Regions from separate parts of the Rattus norvegicus genome. Here region 2 is linked to region 1. A link is a contact called in public Hi-C data. All regions are on one chromosome and are shown on one strand. The core of a region is the stretch at or near the end of the contact, and the rest is flanking DNA. Distances in the headings are between cores, read along the strand shown.

The links. A called contact is a pair of places that touch in the nucleus more often than the background predicts.
Region 2: a Hi-C map of the Rat2 cell line shows a contact between it and region 1, with 5 times the contacts expected there. The contact joins the promoter of 2810025M15Rikl here to the enhancer-like site in region 1. A contact is called at or near these places in 7 of 12 Hi-C or Micro-C datasets (the A7r5 cell line, the Rat2 cell line, Schwann cells and 4 more) and 1 of 1 datasets of contacts at active chromatin or transcription factors (oligodendrocytes).

Annotation. Positions count from the first base shown.
Region 1 is chr13:71,975,207-71,979,620 of GRCr8, forward strand. It overlaps Rasal2 (RAS protein activator like 2), which reads right to left. Exons shown (of 18, transcript NM_001401195.1): 2 at 422-549. It overlaps LOC134481517 (a long non-coding RNA gene), which reads left to right. Exons shown (of 2, transcript XR_010057077.1): 2 at 1,970-2,139. Among named protein-coding and RNA genes, the nearest start is that of Rasal2, 130 kb to the right of the region's middle. Within about 2 kb of position 2,340, at least 3 of the 93 cell types and tissues checked have an H3K27ac peak or open chromatin away from gene starts, as enhancers often do.
Region 2 is chr13:72,101,288-72,105,701 of GRCr8, forward strand. It overlaps 2810025M15Rikl (RIKEN cDNA 2810025M15 gene like), which reads left to right and starts at 1,760. Exons shown (of 3, transcript NR_027983.1): 1 at 1,760-1,964; 2 at 2,548-2,599. Rasal2 (RAS protein activator like 2) reads right to left here and starts at 1,436. Exons shown (of 18, transcript NM_001401195.1): 1 at 574-1,436. The coding sequence starts at 775.

The DNA of each region.
Region 1 (4,414 bases), core at 1,090-3,589:
GAGAATGCACCACGGGCTTCCTCACAGGCCAGTCTGATGCGGGCATTTTCTCCACTGAGCACTGTCTGCCAAAATGACTCTATCTTGTGTGAAGCTGACATAAAACTAGTTAGCAAAGACAACTAGACAATTTCACCATCTAGACTATCTGCAGGACCAGATTTCCACAACCTAATGCCTTCCCATTCCAAATGTATCAACTCAGTGTGATTTTGATTGTTTTCCAACTGAGTGTCCGGGCCTGCCTGTGGAGCTTGCTATTTCATTGCAGCAACATATCATTATGACAATAGCACCCACTTAGACTACAGCTTACAGTTGCTAGAGTCTATATTTTACAATGCAACTTTATCAAAATACAACTAAAAGGCAGGTAATTTCAGAAATGTGCTTAGAAATGAGTAGTAGCGTTGTATCTCACCTCCTTCTCCTTGTTGAGCAACACCAACTGGCTGTCTGTGAGGATGCAGTATTTCCTCTCCCATGATGTTGTCTCAGTGTAGGGTGACTGACCACAAGACAGACGGTGGGTTGGTGGGCCTTTTACATCTGTGTAGCAAAATAGAAACACCAATTAATGGACCACTCTCATGCCTAGTACACCAATATTTGAAATACAAGATTCTCATATGGTGAATTAATAGAAGTGATTCTAAACAAGAATCTCAATGAACTGAAATTACTTTAAAACTGTTATAATGGGGAAACAAAGACTTGGTCCTACAATTTGCAGAGAAGCTCAAACATTCTAAGATGAAAACTTACCATAAACTTAATAAAGCAACCAACACAGTTTACACTGAGACAATGGGAGGCTGTTTCAGAACTAAACCGATATTACTAAAAATGTAGGAGCGGGAAAAGCAGAGAAAAGAAGAAGGAACAAAGATTTCTAGTCTAGGGATGACGAGGATTTGAGAATACAATTAATCAAGAATTGAATCAGCAAGGTTAGGAGCTGAGTGACTACATCTACAAAATGGATTTATAGTCATAGGAATTGGAACTAAAACTATAGCATCACATTACCACTAGAGGCCACTAAGATCTTAAAACATACAAAACGTATTTCCTCAAGGAAAGATCTAAAGATGTCTCTTGGAAGTGAGGGTGCCTAACATTAAAGTAATATGTGCTAACAATTCCCAAGTCCCAAACCATACTATTATCCTTTGCTCCTTTAAAATGGCTTAGTATGAAATGACAAACACACCTTATAACTACATATTAGATGATTAAATATAACTTTTATGTTAGTTCCTTAGATGTATTAAAAGTCATCTAGCCACAAAGGACTACTTCCTTTATAAATACACTAAAGCAATTACTTCAAGTACCTTACTACCATTAAATGTGCTACAAGAGCAATCCAAACTGTGACGGGAAGCAAACACCCACAAGCTATAACTGGCTTTGACTTCAATAAATGGAAGTAGTTTCTAACCGTCTCAGGTTGTAATTGTCCAAATATGCAGAGTCACAGGCAGATATATGCAGAAGCTACAACTCTGATTGGAGCACATAAGTCACATGTCCCTCTCGGATCCTCTAAGTGGTCAACATTACCTTCATTTTTTTTTTTTTCTGGCTTAAATCCTTAGCCTCTATGAATCTACTTAAATACGTCTTATTTTAGGGAACTCACCAATTCCCTCCAAAAAGAGTTTAAGGTCTAAGAGCCAGTAAGCTAAGAGTTTGCTAGACTTGGTGCTGACTCACAGGCACCTATTGCCTCAGCCTCCTGTACTTTTTCTGTTTCTATCTGTTCTATAAAGTATTTAATAGCTCCATGTGGCACTACAGAATCTTGACTCTATACCAATAACTTTCCCTTTGTATTCTAAGCATCTTTACTTAATTTAGAACTGCATCTTAAATTATCCTAAAGTTTTTCAAAATTATTATGAAAACCTTTAAATCCACTGTCCCCTATTCTCTCTCTCTCTCTCCTTTTCTTCCTTTCTCCAAGTCAAGGTTTCTCTGGATAGCCTCGGCCGTCTTGAAAATCGCTTTATAGAATAGGATGTCCTCAAACTCAGAGATTCACCGCCTCTGCCTACCAAATGCTGGGATGACAGGTGTGTGCTACCACCACAAGGCGTATAAATAAATTCTTAACCTTTGAACATGTTTATAATATTCTTATCTATAGTCAAAAGTTTTGTTTGTCAAAACTGACTGCAGTCATATGATTTAGACAAATGAGTTATATTTTATTGCAATGTAGGCTTAATTCCACAGAGAAATAGTAGAAAAACATAAGTGGAGAAACACGGTAACCCACACAAGTTTTACTCAGGTGATAATGACTGAGTTACACAACTTAGCCAAGTCCAGTCCAAACTGTCCACTGTAATTTAGGACTTACACTAAAGATGGAGTTGACAGACCCTTAAAAATTAGAATTTGAGGCTCTGTATTTATGACAAAGCCCATGTTTCCTGCTAAAGATAAATGTGTATCAGTACTAAACTTGAGAAAACTTGAATTATCTGTGTGATCCTGAGTACTTTTCTTAAGTCTCTCAATGTTCTTCGTCTGTGAACCCTGAACTTTCTTCTAGTTTCTCCACGGTGCTGAGAAATGAGTCAACAATAAAGCATTTTCCTAGAATCGTTTTAGTTCATTGCTAATTTCAGGATGACCAGGAAGTATTTTAAAAACTGTATCTATAATGACAGATTGATGAGTCATTCCAGAGGCCAATATTGTTCATTGTTATAGCAATTTCCACAAGTTTTTGGTAGCTTTATTTATTCTATGGAAGAAGACAGAGAAATAAGTGATTGTTTTTGTTGAGTATAACTGGATTAAGATTTAAGATGCTTTAACAAAACAACAATCCCTGATGTATTTAGACGGCTGTGGATTTGACTCAGTCTATCATGTTGTGCATAGAGAATTGTAAGAACAGAGCATGCTCAGATCGCTGCCCTACTTCACCTTAACAGTTATCACCAATCTTCATTTCTGACTCTAGTGACTTAGTTCTAATTCTGACTTCCAATTATTTTTAGTACCTAAAATTCACTAGAGAAAAGCATAACAGAGTCACAAAGAAGATTCTTAATAGCAAAATTAGAAACAATTTTAGATTTGCTGTGTCCCATTCCTTTGAGAATACCAAGGACATTACATGCTGGCCTCATTTCAAAAATTAAATAATTTTAGAAACATTAAGAAGAATCCAAAGTAAACTTCTACAGAAAGCACTTTAAGACTGGACATTGTAGCCATAAATATTATCAAATTTTTATATTTAGATCTCGTGAGACTGAAAAACTACTGAGAACATATTTATATAGGTTATGTCAACATGTATTATATTAGAAATTAAAATCTACCACATACTGATATTAAAATGCATTTTAATGAAACAACCATTTTTAATAAAAATCTAAAAGAACAGCACTTTTTTAATATTATTTTCAAATGTCCTCAAGGACTGGCTGAATAAAAGACAGACTAGTTCATTTATTATTTGTTATTTTGGTTGCTATATGAAAGAAAATCGGGACTTAGATATGAAGGTTTGAAACTATAGTAGTACTTTAATAGTGTTTTAAAATAACTATGGGCATTCTTCAATATAATACCAAAAACTAATAAAGAATTTTAGGATAAGTAAGTAGGAGGAGTCAGTACAATGTAGAATCTCAAACCACAGTAACAAACTTTTCATATGGATACATTGAATATAACTGTTCTATAGTGGGAGAGGAAGCCTCACAGAGACTTCATGGCCAGGGTTGAGGGATATACAGAGGCCCTCACCCACTCAGAAGAGAAGGGGTTCTGGCATAGGAGAAGGACTATGGGAGAGGATGACTGGGAGAAGGGCAGTAAGCAGAATGTAAAATGAATAAGTAAAAAAATAAAAATAGCTAAATGTTTAGGGTTGGAGAGATGGCTCAGAGGTTAATAGCACTGGCTGCTCTTCCAGAAGTCCTGACTTCAATTCTCAGCAACTACCGGGTGGCTCATAACCAACTATAATGAGATCTAGGCCCTCTTTTGTTCACGCAGGCAGAACACTGTATACATAATAAATAATAAATCATTTAAAAATTTTTTAGGGCTGGAGAGATGGCTCAGTGGTTAAGAGCACTGACTGCTCTTCCAGAGGCCCTGAGTTCAAATCCCAGCAACTACATGGTGGCTCAACCATCTGTAGTGAGATCTGATGCCCTCTTCTGGTCTGAAGACAGCTACAATGTACTTACAAATAAATAAATCTTAAAAAAATTTAAAAAAAAATAAAAATTTTTAAATAATTGTTTTATATTTTCTTTTGAGTAGCTCTTTTTATCCCAAACTCATAAGCTTATAAACATTATGTGTTAATCACTTAGAAACCACTGGTTATCTAGGATTTTCAACCTTCCAAAAGATGATATTTATATACTATAAAAAT
Region 2 (4,414 bases), core at 510-3,009, 130 kb after region 1:
TCTACACACTCAGGACAAGTGGAGAGTAAGGTTCAAGGAAAAGCTGTAGGTAAATCTACTGCTTCCAAACACTTTAATTGGGGCTGGTGCAAGGGCTAGGACTAGGGCTGGGTCTCTTCCCATCTCCCCCACCCCCCACCCCCCTCGATTTTTTTGTTTTGTTTTGTTTTTCATTCATTAGCTCATCTTCTACTAAGCCTTCCCTATCTTCCTCTCAGCACTGGCTTCACACAACAGGAAGGAAATGAAATCCCATTCACTTGGTTTTGTGCCTTGTTCCATCCAACCTTCCTGAAGACTCTGCAGCAAGTGTCTTTAATTAATCACCTAAGAATTACGTCCGGATAGCTCAACTCTATAAACTTACTGTGGATATCTAAAGAGGTCCAAAGACCTCACTGAGTCACATAACCAGGCGCTATGTTGGATAAACTTGTCAAAAAGCATTTCCTGCAACAAAAAGGGATGTGGGCAGCTGACCTAGGATAGATGGGGACTCGGAATGCATCAGAGCCTAAGGAAAAGATAAGAAACGCCAGCCTCTGAGGCAGGCAGACGACTTGTGATCCTTACCGAACACCCGGACCCAGCTCTGCTGCTGGCACACTGACTCCAGAAGGATCCGATCCAGCATGCCACCGGCCACTGCTCCGCTGACTGGGACGACCGCGTCCAGATCCTCCGGGGGCAGCGGCGAGTCGGACTCCAGCCCCGAGAACATCTCCGGCCACGACAGCGCCTCCGCGGCTCCTCCGGACGACGGGGAAAGCTCCATGGTGTCCCAGAGGGAGCAGGCGGCGGCGGCGGCAGGGCGGGCTCCCCGGCTGCGGGAAAGGGACGACGGCGCGGCCACCAGCACCCGAACGGCAGCCGGCGCGGACGCCGCTCACCTCCTTCCCCGCCGCCCACTGCCCAAGGGCCGGGCGCCGCAGCCCACCTGCAAGCGGAGGGTGGGACCCGGACCGGGAGGCGGGTCCAGCGTGGTCTGGAGCGGAGGCGGGTCCGGGCTCAGGTGCTGGTCCGGAGCGGACGCTGTGCACCGGGGAGCGCGGGCTCACCTCCCGCCCCCACGCAGCCCTGCTCAGCCCCCGCGGGCGCGTTCGCAGGCGGCCCGGGCTCCGGCTGAGGATGGAGCGCGGCCAGGCAGGGCTGGGCTCGGGGGCGTCGCCACCAGGGGCCGCCCCCTCTGACCGGCTCCCGCCGCCGTCGCCTCAGGGGCTCAAAGCGCCGGCTCCCTCAGCCTGAGGGGCGCGCCCGGCCCGGCCCGGCTTCTTTCCGCCTGGCGTGGGCTTGCTCCTGCGGAACGCGCAGACCGGCCCGCTAACTCTCAGGCCGCCTCTCCGGCCGCTGCTCGGGCTCCGGCTCGCGCTCCTCTGAGAAACCCACAAGCCCGGCAGCCGCGGCGCTGGCGGCGGCGGCAGGCGGCATCCCAGGGTGATAGGCCGGAGCAATCGAGAGCCGAGAGCACGGCCGCGTGTGCAATCCAGTAACCGAGCGGAGGAGGAACTGCCGCCGAAGACAGCAAAAATCGGGCACCGAAATACTCATCGGGCCAGGCCCGCCTACTTTCCTAAGACTGTCCGGCTCGGACCGCCTCTCGGTGCGGGATCTTCGAGCTGCTGGTGGAAGCTGAGACGGTGTGGGGAGGCGGAGAGAAAAGGGGGTGCGGGAAATTTAAAAAGATGGGAAAGGCGCTTCCCTTTCTTCTTAGCCCCTTCCCTGTTGATTTCTGGACCAATGCTTCTTTCTTGAACGAAGAGCATGAAGACGCTGCTTTATCTAACAGTCACCTTGGAGGAAACGCCATCGTTCTTCCAGAAGGGAGATCTGGCCCCCGGTCTTGGATTCTGAGATCAGTGCGAGATCCCGGCTCTGCGCCCTGTCCGCCCTGGAACTGGATTTATCATCAGTTTAGAATAGCATGGCTACGATGTGTGGTGTGGATGGATGGACGAGCCCCGCAAGTACATGAACTAAACAAGCTTCTCTCTTTTTTTTTGCCTTTGATCTTTGTGCAATCTGTTGGCTTCTCTTTTCCTCTAACAATGTCACTTGTGTTTTATTTTTGGTCTATTTTTAAACTGTCTTCCTCCTTAACGTTGGCTTCATTTTGTGCCCACCCAAAGCGGGATTCACCAATCCAGTTTCAGAGATTGCAGGCAAAAATATTAGTAATAATTTCGGATAGAAATTTACCAGTTTAAATTGTGTTGACAAATAGTAGATTTTTCAACAATTTATGAACATGATTATTTCAAACCAAACAGAAGTTTTACACAATGAGAAGATGCTAAAAAAATCTTTTGGGGGAGGGTTTTTGTTTTGTGTCCCAACACACCCCAGCCCTCATTTCTCTCTACTTTGAACTTCTATAGGAGGTCAATCTAATTTTCTAGGTTTTGGGCATTCTCATGTGTTTTTGTGCTTTGTGCCCACCTACTAGAGCGTGCATTTTATAATTTTCTCCCAAATTTTACATGGAGTAATAGCATTTTAAAACAAGTAGTGACCTTAAAAGCTCCTCTCACCCTTCCTCTTGTTTAACAGGTGCAAACAGGACAGTCCAGGTTACCTGACAAAGCAGCCACCGGTGCACCAGGTACATCTTACAAGCACTCAGTGACACTGATTTCTTCAACTTTGATCCTTCAAGAACTCTGTGATTAGATTTGTTAATCCGTTGCTTGGCAGTGTAGTGGAGTAATCCTTCTCAGTATGTAGAAGCCCACTTGTTTGTTATCTGACTGCATGATCAGCTGTCCAATTTTAGTAAATGAGAGGTGTTGAAGCTAGAGGTTACAGGACCCAGCCCTAAGCAAATCTAGTGTTTTCTTTCTCCTTCCTTCCTTCTTTCCTTCGTTCCTTCCTTCCTTTCTTCCTTCCTTCCTTTGGTTTAGTTTCAAGACAGGGTTCCTCTGTGTACCAGCTCTGGCTGTCCTGGACCTTGTTTTGTAGACCAGGCTGGCTCCGAACTCTAAGAGATTGGCCTGCCTCTGCCTCCCAAGGGATTAAAGGTGTCTGACACTACACCCAACTCAACTCCAATTTGTAAAGGCCTTTGAAGGGACATTGCTCTTTTGCAGTAGAGGGAAGGAAGAAGTGAGAGAAAACCCTTGGTATAGTATTTTCATTTGTATTGAATTATTGTTGCTGTCTCAAAGAGTGAGTGCCTGTGGACATCAGACATACAAATCGAAGTATCTACTCCTATATATGGAATGTATTTACCCACGCTATTATCCCCAAAGCAGCATTAGGAATGGTATATAAAACGCAGGGGGGAAAAGGTTTTCCAACATTGCTTTCGGTGTCATCTTGTATCTTTAAGGGAAAGGCTCTGTCAGATGCCTCTAACCCTGCTTCCTTAGTTTCCATCCAGAAACTAAAACTCTGGTCACTACTTCACTTTGGCATCCTGAGCTTATACCAGCTGCACATCAACATCCATACATCTGGAATGTATCTAATGTCTCTACCTTTAAAGGAAAATGCTTCCACGACATGGAGAGTAAATAATTCTGTAACAGAAACAGAAGTTTAAAAATAGTGTTGAGCCAAGGGAAAAATAATGAAGCCCAGAGTACTATTAAACAGTCTTTCTGAAGACAACTAAATGAAAACTTGAGCCTTCTACGGGAAAGGATGGCATCTGCCTGTAATCCCTATCAGAGGTAGAAGCAGGACTGTCAGGATCACCTTTAGGTACATAGAGGTTTGGAGACCAACCTGGCTACTTGAGTCTCTGAATAAATACTATGACTATGAAAGAACTGAAGATTCATTTCCTTACCTGTGGCCTCCCTCCTGCTCTCCCCTCTACCTTGGAGCTTAGAGATGCCCCGCATGTGCAAAATCACTGGTGCTCTTGGCCCCCAAAACCAAAGCCAACAACTAGGACAAGTGGGAACTGAAATTAGGAACCTGTGGAAAGAAGTGAGGGTTGAGGGGAGGAGTTGCCCAGTGTGTGATCTAAAAGTCAAAATCTAGGAACAGTCTGAGATTTCTAAGACAAAGAGGTCACTGCTCGTGAGTATGCTTTGCTAATCTGAAAGGGAGATGAGGGTTTGAATCTTGGCTGTCACAATTTAAAGGCTGTGTGTGTGTGTGTGTGTGTGTGTGTGTGTGTGTGCGCGCGCGCTCGCTATCTTCCATTTGTCAGAAACTGCACATACTTTCAGACGGTCCCACCTACCTCTTTATAGCCTATGTAAGTACCCTCCCCTTTTCTCTCAGCAGATAATCCCATAAACAGGAAGTCAGGAAATCAGCTTGTCAGCTGTGCCTGTCAGCACTTCTTTTCTTCACTCCCTTTCTTCTTGAGCATAAGGGCCTAGCACTTTCTCAACTGTTATACAATATTGGTGATACAGGGAAGTTTTCAGCCTTCCCCTAGATGTTCAATCCCCGGATGATC